Linked DNA regions of Mus musculus: all the other regions are linked to region 4. The links are chromatin contacts, called in public ChIA-PET, HiCAR-type and Micro-C maps. All regions are on one chromosome and are shown on one strand. Each heading gives the region's core, a stretch centred on a gene start, on an enhancer-like site or on the middle of the called end of the contact. The rest is flanking DNA. Distances are from core to core; before and after follow the strand shown.

Evidence for each region. A called contact is a pair of places that touch in the nucleus more often than the background predicts. ChIA-PET counts read pairs in DNA pulled down with a chosen protein or histone mark. HiCAR-type assays count read pairs that join an accessible place to other places.
Region 1: a contact with region 4 is called in an RNA polymerase II ChIA-PET map of memory CD8 T cells, with 23 read pairs. The contact joins the promoter of Lrif1 here to the promoter of Rap1a in region 4. A contact is called at or near these places in 2 of 39 promoter capture datasets (liver and pre-B cells), 1 of 115 datasets of contacts at active chromatin or transcription factors (memory CD8 T cells) and 2 of 9 other capture datasets (adipose tissue and liver).
Region 2: a contact with region 4 is called in a HiCAR-type map of astrocytes, with 2.7 times the contacts expected there. The contact joins the promoter of Mov10 here to the promoter of Rap1a in region 4. A contact is called at or near these places in 2 of 39 promoter capture datasets (embryonic stem cells and pre-B cells) and 3 of 115 datasets of contacts at active chromatin or transcription factors (astrocytes, bone marrow-derived macrophages and extraembryonic endoderm stem cells).
Region 3: a Micro-C map of embryonic stem cells shows a contact between it and region 4, with 5 times the contacts expected there. The contact joins the promoter of Dram2 here to the promoter of Rap1a in region 4. A contact is called at or near these places in 10 of 39 promoter capture datasets (the 3T3-L1 cell line, the C10 cell line, embryonic stem cells and 5 more), 3 of 484 Hi-C or Micro-C datasets (embryonic stem cells and liver) and 2 of 115 datasets of contacts at active chromatin or transcription factors (bone marrow-derived macrophages and memory CD8 T cells).
Region 5: an RNA polymerase II ChIA-PET map of memory CD8 T cells shows a contact between it and region 4, with 116 read pairs. The contact joins the promoter of Dennd2d here to the promoter of Rap1a in region 4. A contact is called at or near these places in 3 of 39 promoter capture datasets (cranial neural crest and liver), 1 of 484 Hi-C or Micro-C datasets (regulatory T cells), 6 of 115 datasets of contacts at active chromatin or transcription factors (the 230-238 cell line, CD8 T cells, memory CD8 T cells and 2 more) and 2 of 9 other capture datasets (adipose tissue and liver).
Region 6: an RNA polymerase II ChIA-PET map of memory CD8 T cells shows a contact between it and region 4, with 162 read pairs. The contact joins the enhancer-like site here to the promoter of Rap1a in region 4. A contact is called at or near these places in 1 of 39 promoter capture datasets (liver), 2 of 484 Hi-C or Micro-C datasets (both in CD4 T cells) and 2 of 115 datasets of contacts at active chromatin or transcription factors (memory CD8 T cells and regulatory T cells).

Annotation. Positions count from the first base shown.
Region 1 is chr3:106,720,374-106,723,073 of GRCm38.p6, reverse strand. It overlaps Lrif1 (ligand dependent nuclear receptor interacting factor 1), which reads right to left and starts at 1,392. Exons shown (of 4, transcript NM_001039488.1): 1 at 968-1,392. The coding sequence starts at 1,029.
Region 2 is chr3:104,816,962-104,819,661 of GRCm38.p6, reverse strand. It overlaps Mov10 (Mov10 RISC complex RNA helicase), which reads left to right and starts at 1,357. Exons shown (of 20, transcript NM_008619.2): 1 at 1,357-1,726. The coding sequence starts at 1,590.
Region 3 is chr3:106,546,464-106,549,163 of GRCm38.p6, reverse strand. Dram2 (DNA-damage regulated autophagy modulator 2) reads right to left here and starts at 1,366. Exons shown (of 9, transcript NM_026013.3): 1 at 1,244-1,366. Cept1 (choline/ethanolaminephosphotransferase 1) reads left to right here and starts at 1,362. Exons shown (of 9, transcript NM_133869.4): 1 at 1,362-1,484.
Region 4 is chr3:105,800,114-105,802,813 of GRCm38.p6, reverse strand. Rap1a (RAS-related protein 1a) reads left to right here and starts at 1,433. Exons shown (of 8, transcript NM_145541.5): 1 at 1,433-1,575.
Region 5 is chr3:106,484,734-106,487,433 of GRCm38.p6, reverse strand. It overlaps Dennd2d (DENN/MADD domain containing 2D), which reads right to left and starts at 1,394. Exons shown (of 12, transcript NM_028110.2): 1 at 1,114-1,394; 2 at 386-561. The coding sequence starts at 1,201. 2010016I18Rik (RIKEN cDNA 2010016I18 gene) reads left to right here and starts at 1,521. Exons shown (of 2, transcript NR_033207.1): 1 at 1,521-1,630.
Region 6 is chr3:106,461,280-106,463,979 of GRCm38.p6, reverse strand. No RefSeq gene overlaps it. Among named protein-coding and RNA genes, the nearest start is that of 2010016I18Rik, 23 kb to the left of the region's middle. Within about 2 kb of position 1,264, at least 74 of the 459 cell types and tissues checked have an H3K27ac peak or open chromatin away from gene starts, as enhancers often do. A contact at or near this core is called in memory CD8 T cells and regulatory T cells, where this site is marked.

The DNA of each region.
Region 1 (2,700 bases), core at 143-2,642, 920 kb before region 4:
AATGGTAACAAACAAAGCTGCAATAAACACCAGGTAGATTTTCTTTTTTCAACCACAATCCCCTTTCATCAGTTTTGCTCTTAGATTTTATGTTGTTCATTTACCTTCTACAGACTTACTAATCTTTGCTTCTCAACAAGCACTCATTAACTCTGGAAAGCATAAATTAAAGAATTGTTCCTTAAGGAATATTCTGTTGTTCCTGCTTTTATTTCATCTGGATTAACACAAAATTAAAAGAAAAATGTTACTGGTGATACATTTCCAAACCAAAGACTGTCAGAACCCTTTGTAATCCTAACACGAGGTAAACCCAGGCTGTATTGTGGACAGTCCTGGCTATAGTGAGTTTCCTACCTAACCAGAGCCATACAGTGTTCCAACTGTTCCTTTGTAGAGACAACCAATGAGATGCACCCCTTTTAGACCCGTTTCAAATGTGTTACCTGGAAAAACACATTTCAAGTTTTTACTTTTCTCCATATTAGTTGAAATTTTCAAATACTAAAGTCCCTTGTTCTAGAACACATTTTCTAAGTACATTAAAATGGGACTATTTTCACTTGAAGTTACAGCGCCGCGGGGCTGCACTTGCTAATCCACGATGGGTGTTTTGGTAAGTGTTTGAGATTCTTGGAGCATCGCCAAGTTGGTTTTACTTCCGTGGGTATCTACTTGTTCCGCCTATGAAATTCGAGCGGGTGGCGTAGGGCGCGCTGGGGGCCAGGAGATGGTAGCTGCGTTGTAATCGCGGGCTGCTTTACATTTTGGAGAGGACTGGGAGCCAAGGGCTCTGCACTGGTGTGCAGTGGGTGCGGTGTAAGGAGGTGTGCTGTGATGGCGCTGTGCTCCCACATCCCCGCAGCTAGCACCCGGTGCGCGCGGCTGAACGTCAGCTGACGCGGCCATGACAACCTAAGTCACAGGGTGTGGGCGGGCGCCTGAAGAACTGGGAACTGGTACTTACCAGCGCGAGCCTGACTTTTCCTCTGCGGTTTTCAGAATGACGCTCTGGAGACTATTAGACATTTTAGATGGGTGGGAGGGGATAGGGCAGTGAATACTGGGGGGACAGCGTCCCCAAGTAGGCGCGAACCAGAGCACGGGTGTGGAAGGGCAGCGTCTGAGGCGAGCGAACAGAAGGGTGTGACGGGAGATAGTTGAGAGGGCGGCTCCCCCAGCTTCCGTGGGAAGTGGCTGTAGAAGCCGGAAGACTCCTACCTCAGGCAAGCTCACAGTTTTCCGGCGAGTCTCTTCTGGCTACGTGACGCATCACAGCCAGTCAGAGAGGACGTGGGGGGCGTGGCATCAATAGCACCACCCACGACAGGGCCTGATCGGAGTCTGCGCCCACTAAAACCGAGCTCCTAGAGCCAGGGATCCTAGGCATACAGCTACGTCACATATGGTTACCAAGGCGAATGGATCGCCATGGCCCCGCCCTTATGACGTGGTCCAATCGACAGCGAAGGTTGAGGTCTCTTCTTCCGGATCAAAGGAGGAACTAAAAGAGAAAGTGCTTTCACTGCCTACATGAAATGAAATACTTCCGGTGTCAGGCTTAAATTGTCTGCACTTGTACATGCGCTTTTGCAAGCCAATGTAATAATGTCCTCCTTAGCAGTTTTATTCAGTAGACACAGATAGGCATTTGGTAGTTGCCATAAATTGTTGAAAACCTTTATCTCCCTTCTCATGGCTAGAAGTGATTATTTTTTTCTGTTTCTTGAAGTTTTGCTCTACATTAATCGATTAACCATTTTCTCCATTCCCACACTAACACCTCAGTTAAAACTGTATCTTACTGTCATGTATTCAATTCTTTGAGTGTCTGTGCATTAAATCCCCTGTATAAACTTTTTGAAACTCTTAATTTCCAGAAACCAGCTCTAAGAATTCTCTAGAGTCCTGCAGTTAATGACTATTTGAGAATTGGGATCATACTGTTTAATGGGTAGGAGGAATTATAGTTTAATTAGGTGTGGAATATTATGAAAGTGTTTTCAAAGATAAAATTTTATTTGACATAGGCAATCTTGTATGCTGCAGTGTTCAAATTCAGGACACTGATAAGGTAGACAATTTGAAGGTTTATATGGTTATTTAAAAATGGAATTACCAGGCTTAGTGACACACATATGCAATTCTAGCGCTTGGAAAGTACAAGCAAGACGATAGGGGCTTTAAGATCACCCTTGGCTACTTAGTAGAAGGCCATCAAGAACTACATGAAATCTAGTCTCACAAAAAGGGAAGAAGAAAGGTTTACTCATACCCCTAACTGCTAAACGTTAAAGATTTTTAAGAACTTCAGGTTTTGATATGTCAAGAGAAAGTATCATTTTCCTATTTTTGTATAGCACATTTATTTGACAATAAAGTACCCTGTTCTCATACTAAAGACATCAGGAAAGATAGGCAGACCTTAATGCTTTCAAGCTTTATGGCATCTTTTGTCTATGTAATCAAAGTTACTAGGAAAAAACAACAATGACAACAACAACTAAAACAAACAAACAAAAAAATCAAATGCGTTTTGCTACACATTGCTGTGCACACCTTTTATTCCAGAACTCAGGAAGAGGCAGGTGGGTCTCTGAATTTGAGGTCAGCCTAGTCACCAAAGTGAGTTTCAGGTTAGCCAGGGTTATACAGTGAGAACCCTCTCTAAGAGTTTGTGTGTGTCTAAGTGTGTGTGTG
Region 2 (2,700 bases), core at 108-2,607, 980 kb after region 4:
CACTTTTATTGTGCTCATCATAGGTGTATTTGTAGGATTTTGAAATGATAAAGAATAGCAATTTTGTTTTTGAGACTGTCCTGCTGTGTAACCCAAAGTGGCTCAGACTCTTAGTAGACCTTCCTCAGACTCTCAAGAAGTGGGATTACAGGCTTGGACCACTGTGCCCCAAAACAACAGTACTTTTTAGAAGTCTATTATCTTCTCTGAGCCTGCATCATATAAAGTGGATGGGAAGGTCTGGAGGTGTTAAGCATCTGGCTACTCCTAGTTTTTCCCTCGAGTTTACATCAATTTCTAGGACGTAAGATTTCCCTGTTCCTGTAGTCTCCATTCCTGACTGCATAGCATACTCTTGGCTTAGGAGTAGTTAACCAAGGGGGAACTTGACCCTGTTCAGGGCATTCCCTACCCTGGGTTAGACTGTTGCTGCCTATAAGGAACCTTGGAGAACAGTAACTTTGATACATGTGGAATTCTGGTAGATTAAGCCTTTCTCACTTTCTCATTGTAGTGTGTATGGGGTTTGTTTGTTTTGGGTTTTGTTTTTGTTTTTTAGTTTCATTCCAGGGGATAAATAGGTGCAGAAGGCTTGTTTTACATTTGTTGTTATAGTAGCCCCACCCCTTAGTTTGCCTAAGCATATTGGTCTACTTCTTTTCCTGGTACTAATGTTGTCAGTGTTAACCATTTATTGCCTAGCACGCCTGGCTCTCTAGGTGCTAATGTTTTTTTGACTGGCTGGGCAATCATGATTTACTGCCAATAAGTAGTGAAGAGTAACACAAACCGAGTGCCCAAATGCATAGCTCAAGAGCAAGAATCTCCAACCTTGAAGTATTATGAAGCCTGTGTGACCCAGAAAAGCAAGGACTGGGTCTTGGCAGAAGCTCTTGTCCCTCTCTCCCACACGCACACCCCTTTATCTATAGAGACACTTGCTCTCCCTCCATCCATTCCCCACACACACACACACACACACACAACTTTGACTTCTGCCTTCCTCTGTATCAGAAAGCCAGAGGAGGGAGGGAATGGGGGAGGGGGCGTGCCGCTCGCTTCCGTACTGGTTTATGTCCCTGGCAGTCTGGGGGAGGTGCTGGACGAGCGGCCCCAGTCCAGCTGCAGCCGACCCATGTCCGGGGCTCTGCCCTTTGCTCTGCAGCTTTTCTATGTCCCGAGGCTCTGGAGAGTGGGCGTGGGAGTAGCCCTAGCTGAGGCTCCAAGGTCCTCCGGGCTGTTTAGGGGGCCCCAGGCGATATCCACGTTCGGATCCTGGCTCGCTGCCAGGGGAGGGAGCTCGGGGTAAGGGGAGGGCCCTGAGGGAGGGGTCAGACTCCTTAGGAAAGAGTTAATGTGAAGGGGGGGAGGGGATAGGACGAAGAGACCGAAAGGAAGGCTCAGGTAGGAGAAGGACGGAGGAGGGGAGGCAGTCGGGGAGAAGGTGGCTGGCCGGAGCAGACGTCAGAGGTAGGGGGCTTTTCCCCTTTGCACCCTCACCCCAGACCAGCCAACTCTAAACCGCGGCGGCGACTTTCAGTTTCATTTCCGCGGACCCTCCTGCCTGGGCCGCAGCCGCCGCCGCCGCGATGCCTAGCAAGTTCAGCTGCCGAAAGCTCCGGGAGACCGGCCAGAGGTTCGAGAGTTTTCTGGCCGAACGTGGACTGGACCTGGAGACAGATCGTGAGCGGCTGCGGACGATTTACAACCACGACTTCAAGCCCAGGTACGGGCCGGCCCACCACGGGCCCCAAGACGCGGGGCCAGCGCCCCGGGTGGTGGGGCCACCTTCCCGCCGCGGGTGCACAGGGATGCAGCCCGGGGCCGATCAGGCCGGTCCGGTCCTGGCAGACCTACTCCGTCGTCTGCCCACGCCCAGCCAGCGCCACCCGTAGCCCGCCCGCTCTGCACAGCCCAGCCCGGCGGGGAGGGGTCGGTGCCCACGCGCGGCTCGCGGTGGTCGGGGCTCGATGGTGGGGGAGGGGAGTCCCACAGGGAAGGCGCTGCAGGCGCGGGCCAAGCGGGGATCCCCGCCCCCTTGTTAAGGGAGGACTGCCTGCAGGGTCCACGCTGCGGGAGAGCTGAAGAGGCCCAGGGTAGGCGGGAGAATCTCGGGGAGCTTTAGGGAGAAAAGAACACAAACTGCGTAGGCAATCAAACCTCCCTTAGCACCTGTGGCTTCTCCATGGAGACTCGGGGCCAGGGACAGCCTCCTAGAGGCCCCTTTTCCCTATGGCTGAAGATATTTGGTTTCCTTTTCCTGTTACCACCCAAGTAAAAAAATCAAAGAGACTTCTGTCAAACCATAGACGAACACCTCTAGCAACAGGCTGCTGCTATGGATGGAAGCCGGAGAAGCAATTTAGCTGGGATGAGTGTAAAGAGGTGCACTAGTAAGCAGGGGAATGGGATTGGGCCTTAACAGATTTTGAGAGATTTGCCTTGCAACTGACCAAAATGCTAGTATGGGTGAGATATGGCTGCTGTTACGTGATTTGGGGCGAGTTTTAGACGGAATTAATAATGATAGTGTAGCTTGAGGCTAGGGGAGAAGGTAGGAGTCCGCGTTAACCAGAATATTACTGTTATTCATGAACATGTCTTAAAAGGAACATTAAAAGGGTTGAGTGGCTTCTTGAAATAGAGGCAAAGACCTGTATTATGCTCTACCCTGTGCTGGGTACTGTGGGAACACACAGA
Region 3 (2,700 bases), core at 117-2,616, 750 kb before region 4:
AACTATTTTATGGGTCAAAGCATTCAAGAACCCTTTTAAAGAGTGTTTGCATAGCAAACAAGAGGCCTTAAGTTCAATTTCCAGAACCAAAAAAGAAAGCTTTAAGATGACTTAAAAATATATAAGAAAACTTCACACAACAGTAAGGATATTTAACAAATTTTTTTGCATCTCTTACCCATCTCCTCTGCTTACTTTGAAGCTCCATGAGTCAGAAATCCAGTTACATTTTTTATTTTCATAAGCATTTAAAAGCCACTGGTAATAAAAAGAACCTTTTTAATGTTGTCTCTTCTAAGTGGTAATAACTAAAGAATAACAAAAGTGTAAACTCTGGATGTTCCAAGTGAATGAACAGGTGGCCCCAGGTTTTTTTCAGAGGCGAATAGAAATATCAGGCCACAAACAAAGCATAACAAGGACTATTTTCCTAAATTCTAATATGGCCTCTTGACAAATGTAACATTTTCCAATGGCTAATCTCAAAGCATCTAGTTTCACTGCCAATAAATTAAAATTTGATAACGCAGCCCCGATAGATTAAAAAAATGTTGCATTCGGTATGTAAATTAAAATTGGGAAAGCTGGAAAACTTATTCCTGTCTCAGTGCTTTACAAAGGAAAGCAGCTGTTAGGATTCCCAGGACTTGTGATTTCCTTTCAACTAGGGACCACTCCCTTTGAAACACAATCATGGGGTGGAGACAGAGCTCTGTGTAAACACAAGGTCACCACTGGTCTCAGTTTTGAACTTCCTCAGCCCCAACCAAGTAGAAATAAGGGCACAGGGATGACAAAGGGTATTAGGGCAAAGGTTTCCTTAGTTGATTCAACAAAAGCAACCCCTTGCACACACACTCCTAAGTCTTGTAGTACAAGAGTTTCACTGTCCCTGGCACCAGAAAAATATAAGGGACACCATGCTTGGCACGACGCATCGCTTGGGATGAAGTGGTGGTAGAGGTACTAAAGAAGAGAAAAAGTAGGACGCGGAGACCTCAGCCTAGTTGTCATCTCCCGTGATTCGTGGGTTCCCGGAGCTGGCTCGCGACTCTAGTCGTGGGTGTCACGAAGTTCACGGAACCAGGTGAAGCTACCGAGGTTCGCGTGGCTCGCGCGCCCGTGGGACCAAGGGGGCTCGCGTTGTGCCCTCGCTCTTGGCTTGCGAACCACACTTCGACACAGCACCCAAGTAGAAAACCTGCCGAGCGCCAGGCCAGGCACTTTTCCCCCTCCCACTCACCTTCTTTCCTGTCCCCGACCAGCCAGCTCCAGCCTCAAAGTGCAGAACAGGCCCACTGTAGGAGCCTGGGCGGAGCCCCGGGGCGCGCTCCCGAGTAGCTCGGAGGCGCGCCTCAACCTTTTCTGAGTCCCCCCTCTTTACGGCAATCGTGAAAGTGTCGTGAACGTGCTGCCGCCTATCAGTCACTCAGTCGCCTGGAGTCGGAGTTGCTATTTCTAGGCTTGTGCTTGTTGGGTTCGGGGTAAGGCTGCGGGGGCCCGGCCTAGGGAAGGGGCGGGGATGTTGCGGACGTGGCGGGGCGGTTTTGTCCCGGGAGGAGCGGAGCGAGGGCCGGAGGCTCTGGGCTAGACAGAACTGGGTAGCTGCGGACGGACTAGCTGAAGGGGAACGCCGTCCTTGCTGGCGCTGGGTGGCCTCGCGCGCGGGGTTGTGGGCACGGCGAGGGGCGACGGCCAGTCCCGAAGGCTCCGGAGTCGGAGGTGGAGGGGCGCCTGCGCGGTATGCGAGCCGTGGTCGTGGGAGGGAGCACCCCAGGCTAACCCCCGGTGAGCCGAGGGCTGGGGCGCTGGCTTCGCGGAACCGACCTTGTCTGGCGGGTCCACACCCTCCTGGCCCGGTGTTGCCAAGTCCAAGAACCGTGCAGCATCCTGTGCGGTCTTTGCTGTCCTTTTGGGAGGCGGTTAGTGATGTTTCCTGGCTCGGGCCACGCTTCTTGTTGGGCAACTTTTCTAGAAATTTCAACCCATATTGACAGGCTCAGAGATTGCCAGCTAGAGTTTTATTTCAGTCGCGTTCTTAGAAGGAGATTGCTGGGGTTTTTGCCTGTGTTCCCAGGAATGCTTGGCTGAACCTCAAGCTTTACATTTTACCGAGTTTGAGTTTTCCAGTTTGATGCTTGGCATTTTGATACCAGTTTTTACCAATGTTGTATCATTGCTGTTGAATATATGGCATTGCTAAAACTCTAACTCACCAGGCAACGTCTATTGCAGCAGGAGGCAAATTCATAGTCAGTTTTCAACGAGTATAGGAACTTTGTAAGTTGTTAGAATATTTCCTTTCTACTTTACAACTGTCAGGAATGTGTTCAGAATGTGTGTTGAATTGACTGGCTCAAACACAAGGAAACTGTATAAGACATTTGGAGCATTACCAATTTAAAACTATTGGCATTCGATGAGATTTGAAGCTTCAAAATCATTTTGCTACATATTTAGCCTATGCTGAGAATAACTGAAGTCCCTGTACAGCTGGTCATAAAGACACAACCCTTCCTTTTAAGAAACGAAGTAGGTAAATCTGACTCTCACATTACCAATTACATTTTATTGCATAGCACTTTCTTTTCTAAACTACATTTTGCTTTCTTCTTCTTCTTCTTCTTCTTCTTCTTCTTCTTCTTCTTCTTCTTCTTCTTTTCTTCTTTTCTTCTTTTTTTTATGGTTGGTTGGGTTTTT
Region 4 (2,700 bases), core at 184-2,683:
TGAACCAATCAGGGTGGCGGGGATGGGGACTGTGGGGTGGGGGTGAGGCAGAGATTGAGATTCAATTGTCTTCTTAGCTATTTCAGCAGTAGGCAAGGGAACTGACTGATCACTCCCTCTTTTCTAAAACAACTCCCTAACAACTTCCTTCCTTCCAAGGGGTTCCTCTAACCTGACTGTCAACTCTGCTTATCTTTAACCTCTAAGTTTCTCTTGGTCCTCTCTTCCAGTTACTCCCCATCCCTAAGAGAGTTTATGTAGACCGGAGGGTCAAATCATCTACATCCTGATGGATCTCAAATTTATATCTCAGACTCATCACCACTGAACTTTCTCCATCCCCCATAAAACTGAACTCTCAATTTCTTTGGTCCCAGCTTTGTTCTTACCCTATCTTCTCTCTTATTAAATGATATCAGTCAGCAGGCCCCCAACCTAAGATTCATTCCTAATTGTTTCGTTCGACCCTCTGCTTTCTCAAGTCTAAATCTATTAAAATAGGTTTAATAAAGCTAAAATAAACAAAATCTAAAATAAAATAACCACTCTTGGCCAATTGGACGAGAATAGCCACCTTAGACTTCCCCTGTGAACATTCGTGCTTCAGTTGGATATTTTACATACACAGTGAGACTCACTCCAGTTCCCGATGGGCCTGAAACTCATTGTGTAGTCCAGGCTAACCTCAAACTCGTGGCAATTCTGTTCCTGTTTTCAAAATGCTGGGATTCCAGGAGTAAACCACCACGCCCTGCATAAAGTTAACCTTTAAAAACATGAACTAGATATAGTTGTTTCTGGGCCCACCCTCTCCTCGGGGCTTCCTGTTGTCATTACAATGGCCCAAAGGCTCCACCGGGTCTGGTCGTTTGTCCAGATCTTGGCGCCTCAGTACTCTTTGGCCATAGACTCTACTTATCTATCCATCCTTTCGCTTGCATTTTGCTAGTTGTGAAATATGGAAGACACACCCCACCTCGGGGTTTGTGGCTGATTTCCTCTCAACCCAGGAAGGTATTCTTCTCATCCAGCCTCTTTTGGATAGGCTCGTTTCTTCATAGCACGAACAAAAGCATGCAAAGCCCTCCCTGGTGACCTGTGAATTTTGCTACTCTTTTTGTTGTTCGTGTTCCCTCTCCTGGGTCACGAGGATGAGAGCTCTATAAGTGACTTTCCCTATGTATGCCTAGGCATTGGGGACCTACTAGGCACTCAACTAACAGCTGTCCCATGGTTGCATCCCTTCAAAATTCTCTTTCTGATTTTTTTTTCCCTTCCTCATTTCAATGTTGGCCTTAACCACCTTCTCAAAGGCAAGGCCCCAGTTCCTGTTGGCACACTATGCCCCCCACCCTTTGAAGAACGGCTCCCTTAAATAGATTCCGGACACAGCGGGGAAGGCGGAGACCAGGGCGGGGGGGGCGGGGCCTGCGTGCTGCGTGCGTGCGCGTTCCGGAGGCGCCGCCGCCGCCGCTCCCGAGGCCGCTGCTCCTGCCGCCGCCGTGCAGAGCCCGAGCCCGAGCCGCGGCCGAGAGGAGGGAGGAGGAGGAGGTGGAGGAGGCGCCGGGCCGCGGGGTGAGTACGGGGTGCGAGTGAGGGGCGCGGACTGGCCGCACCTCGGTGGCCTATTCTTAACCGTCCGCGAGTCCGGGGCGGCGGCCGGGGGCCCGGCGGGCGGGAGGGGCCGCGGCTGAAGGCCGGAGCCAGCCACGCCCGCGGACCGAGGCGGCCCGGCGGGGCCTGCGGGACCGGCCGCGAGGGGCGGGCCGCGAGATGGGACGCGTGTCCGCGCCCGCTCGGCTGTCGTCCCCGCGGACGGAGAGGTGCGGTGCCCTCCGCGCGGCCTTTGCCCCGGCCGCCGAGCGCTGACACCTCTGTGTCCCACTCCGCCGCCAGCCCGGGTTCCCGCCCTCCCTGCCCTCTGTATTCTGCCGCTTGCCATGTGTTCGCCTTTGCAGCGTCGCTCTCGACTCTCTGATATCTGCTGCTACCCCTGAATTTTGTCAGGAAAGAGGCCACGGTGTGATTCCGGTCTTCCGCCCACCGAGGGCGTGTGAGGAGTGTGGGGTGGTGGGATTGTAGCTTGTCTCCTTACTCAGAAAGTTAAGGGCAGTGTCTTCTGCTGAGTTGTGTAATTGGCTGTTGTAAGGAGAAGAGCAAGGAAGGACAGTTGTGTCCCCCGCGTCCGCCCCCCCTCCTATCTGAGATTTCCTCACAGGATAGAAAACTAGAGTTGAGGGGACCTTTCATGCCTTGGAAAAAGAGCTACCGCTCAGAAACTGTGAGTGTATTGCCGTTGGGAAAGGAAAATCGTTTTGTCGCTGCTTTGAAGGAAGTACTGTGTAAGAAATGGAATAAAAGGGCAGGAGGTTAATGGGCCAAGCGGGACAGGTACCAACCGCTGTTGTCTGCTTCTTGGGTGGCTGAAGATACTGTTTTTATTAGAGTCAAAGTGTCGACTCTCAGAATTAACCAGGGGAGTTAGCCTTCAGAAGCGGGCGGTTAGAAGAGATGATGCTGGAAACAGGATTTGGAAACTTTCTTTGAGTTTCCTGTCAGAGTGTGTGGGGGTAGATATGCCTGTGAGTACTTTTTTCTTTTGATGTAATTGATTTCTGTAACACTTTGGTAGAGTAAGTACTAGATTAGGTCCCAGACTCTTTCCTGTCTTTATGCTCTTCTGTAACACTTTGTTTCAAA
Region 5 (2,700 bases), core at 145-2,644, 680 kb before region 4:
GGCTGTGCTTGAGTCGGGGGCCTGCTTGATTCTCTACCACACAACCAGGAAGGCCATCCCTTCTTAGTAGTTCCAGCAGAAGCTGAGTTTTCCTGTAGGAAAAGGTGACTGAGGTGGAATTTGGAAGAACTGAAGGTTTCCCACAGGGGCAAGAGCATTGTTTCCCTGCTCCAGAGTTTCAGTCAGTCCTTCACAAAGCAGTCAGACCTAGATTCTCTGGGTGATTACAGAAAACTAGGGCTGGGCTACAAAGGAAACTAGAGCAGTGAGCTCAGGGCTAGAGCCCAGGCAGCGTGGTAAGACATAGAACTCCTCTATTACCTTTTAAACACACCTTCGTCCTCCCACCTCCATCCTCAGGCCCCACTTCTCCCTCCATCCTTACCTTGGGAAACTGGTAAGTGATCGTGGGCTCATAGTCATCCCCTAAACGCTTTTTCTTTAAAGAAACAACAAGAAGGTATTCAAAGAAGTGCTGGCCTCCAGCAAAGCTAGATGGAGAATGCTCCTGGATCCTTTCTGGCTCTGTGACAGCTTCCCCAGGATTGTTCTGGGATTGTCCTAAAATGGAGATGCAAGGGTCTCTTGAGTATTCTTTCCACTCCTCCATTCTGTAGTGCGAGCGAGAATCTGGGCAACAACCATGCCTCAAGGCTACAGTGCCAAGCCTGACCAGGCACCACCAGGCAGGATCAGAGCCAAGGGGGCAATTTCCATACCTGCCCTGGGAAACTTGAAACTGTGGAGTGACACAGGAAGAAAAGAAAACACTGATGTAGAACCGAGGAGCCATGCCATGCTGTGGAGGTTCTTGGAGGCCTGATGCCTGACACTGTATAGTCTGCCTGATGCAACAGTTCTGGGTATTTTGTGAGCCCTGAGTAAATTTGCACTAAATAATCAGAGTAGACCCATAGGGCATTTTTTGGTAATTATAGCAAGACCTCTGCAACAGACGGGACTAGCTCTGCAAACTGATAAGGCAATCCTCCTGGCTTGACCACATGGGGGCCATGTGGGTTTGAGCATATAAAGGAAAAAGAGGATCACTACAGCAGGAATCAGCCCATAAAAAGATCATCCGAAAAAGGAAGTAGGCAATCCAGTTCTGACCTGCTCGAAGTCGTGGCAAGCGATTTCGGAGCAGCCTGAGGGTTCGGCCTACCCCTTGTCCTTCCATCATTCTGAGCTTTGGGGGCATGGATGTTCTTTCTCCTTCAGGCTGGCCACAGAAAGCCTGAGAAAGTGCCTTCTGCCTTGGTCTCCAATCACAACTTTATTGAGCTGAGCCACACGCTGTCTCCCAAAGGCAGAGAGCAGTTTCCATCCTGTGTACTCCGTAATTGAGCAAGAAGGATGTGAAAGGACCCACGAGGCAGCTTAGTGTGGGCACTGACAGAAGCAGCATCCTGGCACTACAACTCAGCTCTTGGCTCCTCCCAAGAGCCCCAGGGTGTGGTAACAGAAAAGGTCATGAGCAAACATCTCAAGGCACAGCTGCTTCTGGGCCAAGGGCTTTCAATTCCAGTGCTTGCAGACCATGTGGTGAGTTTATTTACAAACCCAGGCAGCGAGGGATGCCTGTGAAGATCAGACTATGGACTCCAGTGCCTCGTGGGGCACAGCACAGGTATTTTACATCCCTCATCCTCCACTGCTCACGATCACCTTTTCAAGCAATCGTCGGGAGCTGCAAAGTCCCACCAGGCCAACTGGCGAATCTAAAACATCAAGGATCTTCAGGAACCCAGGACTGAACACTTCTTGCAGCCAAGATGCCAGATTGCCCTGATTCAGATAAGTAGACTTGCCCACTCATTCTCTAAATGTACTAATAACTTGTAACAGGAGAGGCCCACCTCTGAGAGGCCCAGATATACAGAATAGCTGTGAAGGTGATTACTTCACCCACTCCTCCCTGGCAATCTTTCCTGATCTAAGGCATAAATCTCTCTCACTATTCCAGGGTTCCGGAAGAATCCTTTCTCTCACCATCTTTACTAAAAGGAAGCAATGACTCGGGAAATCGTCCCCAGCTTAGAGTAGGAGCCTAGTTGCATCAGCAGCTGTAGGGGTACAGAGCATCTTCACCCCTCCCCTACCCCTGCTCAGCCTTTCCTCTGGTTGGGCCAGGACAAGCTAAACAGCAGGCCCAGTACTATGTCTAGAGATTGAGGAAGAGGAGAAAAGTAGTCGCTGATACCCTGGGTTATTAAACAGAAAGTCCTGAATAAGGAAATGTACAGGATAAGAGGAAGGAGACTTTGCCCAGAAGTAACTTAATGGGGAGGGAAGAAGTAAAAGGATCTGGTGCCTGTGTCTGCCACTCCTGCAAAGAATTAGCAGCCCTCTGGGAGGGAGTGTGTTGCTATGGTAAGAAGGAAGGCTGTCACCCTACTCCTAAGAGCACTGAAACTGTGGCACTGGTAAAATGCAGGACTCAGAAACCCAACATTGACTTGTGGCGGAAGCAGCAATCATAGTACAGATGATGAGAGTTGGGATCTTGAGAACGGGGAAGCAAGACACCACAGAAAGTACTTGTGTCTTACTTGTAGCCTGTATAGACATGTTGCATAATCTTTACTGGTTGCCTTACGGAGCAAGAGCATGCCTAGTACAGAAAGGAAAACCGAGGCATTAAGTCACTCGGAGGCAATTGAAAATGAACAGGATCTGTACAAAGTGAACGTCATAAAA
Region 6 (2,700 bases), core at 15-2,514, 660 kb before region 4:
AGACCTTATCTTGACAAAGAAGAAATAGTGGTCAGAGAGATTGCTCAGTGGAGTGGTTAGGAATGTTTGTTCCTCTTGAAGAGAATCTGAGTTCAGTTCCAAGCATCCATACTGGGCACTTTTCAACTATGTGTTACTCCAGATTTAGGGGATCTGATGACCACTTCTTGATTCAATGGACACCGCACTCATGAGTGCATACCTCCACACAGACACACCTAAGCACATATTAATAAAAACAAACAAGAAAGAACAGGCTATGGTAGTACATGACTAATTCAAACACTTGGGAAGTAAAAAGAGGAGAGTCAGGAGTTCAAACACCATTCCCCTCTCCATAGAGAGCTTGAGACCAGCCTGAGCTCTTCTCAGGATGCACAGCATATTGGTGGTAGTGTACCAATACCAATACCTGTCCCCAAACTCGGGGTCCAGAGACAGTTAAAAGTTCTAGCTGTACAAACATGAAAACCTGAATTTGATCCCTGGAACCCACGTAAACAAAAAAATGTTAAGATGTAGCACTCACATGGCAAGATGAGAGGCAGAAACCAGGGCCAGCTAGCTTAGAGACTAGAATTCTTGAAAGACCCTCAACAAGATGGAAATAAGTACCAGCTACCAAAATATGTCCTCTGTTCTAAACACAGACACACACACACACACACACACACACACACACACACACACAGGAGAGAGAGACAGAGACAGAGAGACAGACAGAGAGACAGACAGAGAGACACAGAGAGAGAACGCCCTTCGGAGTAAGCTGAACTCTTGAAACTACACATCCTAATAAGATATGTATAAAGGACAGCCTCAGCATTAAGTGCTGTTCTTATCAGACTTAAAAAAATAACTTATTTTAGCGTTTTAAAATGTAATTTTAAATTAGCATACAAAATATTAGGTGTCACTTTAGTGTTCTCAAAGTGCTTTAGCAGATTCTCCTCAACCATCTTCTCCACCCCTAATCTCTTGTAGCCTCCTCAACAAACTTTAACAATTTAAAATTACCATTGCTATTTATGGGTGAATATGGATGTATGTATGACAGGTACATATGTGAAGGTCCGAGGACAATTTTTAGGAGTTCTTTGTTTCCTCCCACCAAGTGGTTGGAGATTGAGCAAAGGCTGTCAGGTTTGGTGATAAATACCTTCACCTACTGGGCCATCTCTCCAGCTCCACGATTTTCTAAGAGTCAACCTTCCCCATATTTTATCTTTACATCTTTACATCTTATTCTGAGACATCTTTACGTCACTGCTTGTTATTTCCTGGGTGCCTTGCTGATGGGTGGAGGGGGCTGAACCATATGAACCTGTCTGAAATCATCCCTCCAAAGGGTTTTCATACCCAACACGACTCTCCCAGATATCACAAAGGCCAAGGGAAATAGTTGATAAGAGCAGGGCTTAAATAAGATTATTGGAGCTAATATTATTGCCAAATAATCCCAGTACAAATATTAGTTTGCACAACAGAGCTCACGAGTGTCCTTGCATGTGAGACGAAGCAGGATATAGTAGTAGTCAGCAGCTGCTGGACCACATGAAGGATGTGAGATCTGAGTAGCAATCAAGCTGCAGGCAGTGTGAGAAAACACAAGCACCAAGTTCCCAGGGTGTATGTGAACATGCAGCTTTTACAAAAAGGCATAGGGAGTGGGTGTGCAGTGTTGGTCTGCCATGCTCAGAGGAAACCAAATGCAAATTGCTATGCTTTGTAGAGGTCTTAGTTTCCAGTCTCCTTTTGTCAAGAAAGTAGAGACTTGCTGCAAGAGGCTGAGCACCAAGTGGGGGCCAAGGTTATTTAGTAGCTTGCTTTAGAGAAGGAGGTGGAATGCTCACCACAGCACTAACCAGAGGAAGTTGTCTGCTCCTCAAGGTCTTTTTGAGACTTCCGGTCTTTGCATCTGATGGAACAGTTTGCGCCAGAAGTGAGTCCTCACTTGAATCTTTCTGAAGACAGAGATGGAGAGGTGAGAAGGACTATGAATGATCAACAAACTGCATCCCATGCTGCCTTTGAGCTGCATGCTGACTAGGGGTGGAGGGGAGAGCAAGCTTTGCAAAAAGAAACACAAAGTGTTCGGTCAAGAACTGCTGAAGCGCCGGGCGTGGTGGCTGGCACACGCCTTTAATCCCAGCACTCGGGAGGCAAAGGCAGGCAGATTTCTGAGTTCGAGGCCAGCCTGGTCTACAAAGTGAGTTCCAGGACAGCCAGGGCTATACAGAGTAACCCTGTCTCGAAAAACAAAAACAAACAAAAACAAACAAACAAACAAAAAACAAACCAAAAACCAAACCAAAACAAAAAAAGAACTGCTGAAGCTAAATCCTGGCCTGCCATTTGAAAGCTTCTTGGGAAACTCCTTCCCTGCGAAATGGGAAGAATGTGATGCCTATTGACTGTGAGGGTGTCATAACATTCTCATTTTAATTTCTGCCATTTCTCCAGTTTCCAGGATTGCTTTAGCCTTCTTCCTGTATTCCTGTTTCCAAACAAAACTTAAATTCTGATTGTGTTTCTTGTTTTTTTTTTTTTTCTAAAGATCAAATTCTGATACCTAATCTTTTTCGATTTAAGTGACCATTCAAATGTTTTCCCAAATGCACATAAACAAATAAACACACACACGGGGGTGGGGGGTGGGGGTGGAGTGCGATTACTGCTTTCAGCTTTGAAATACATACC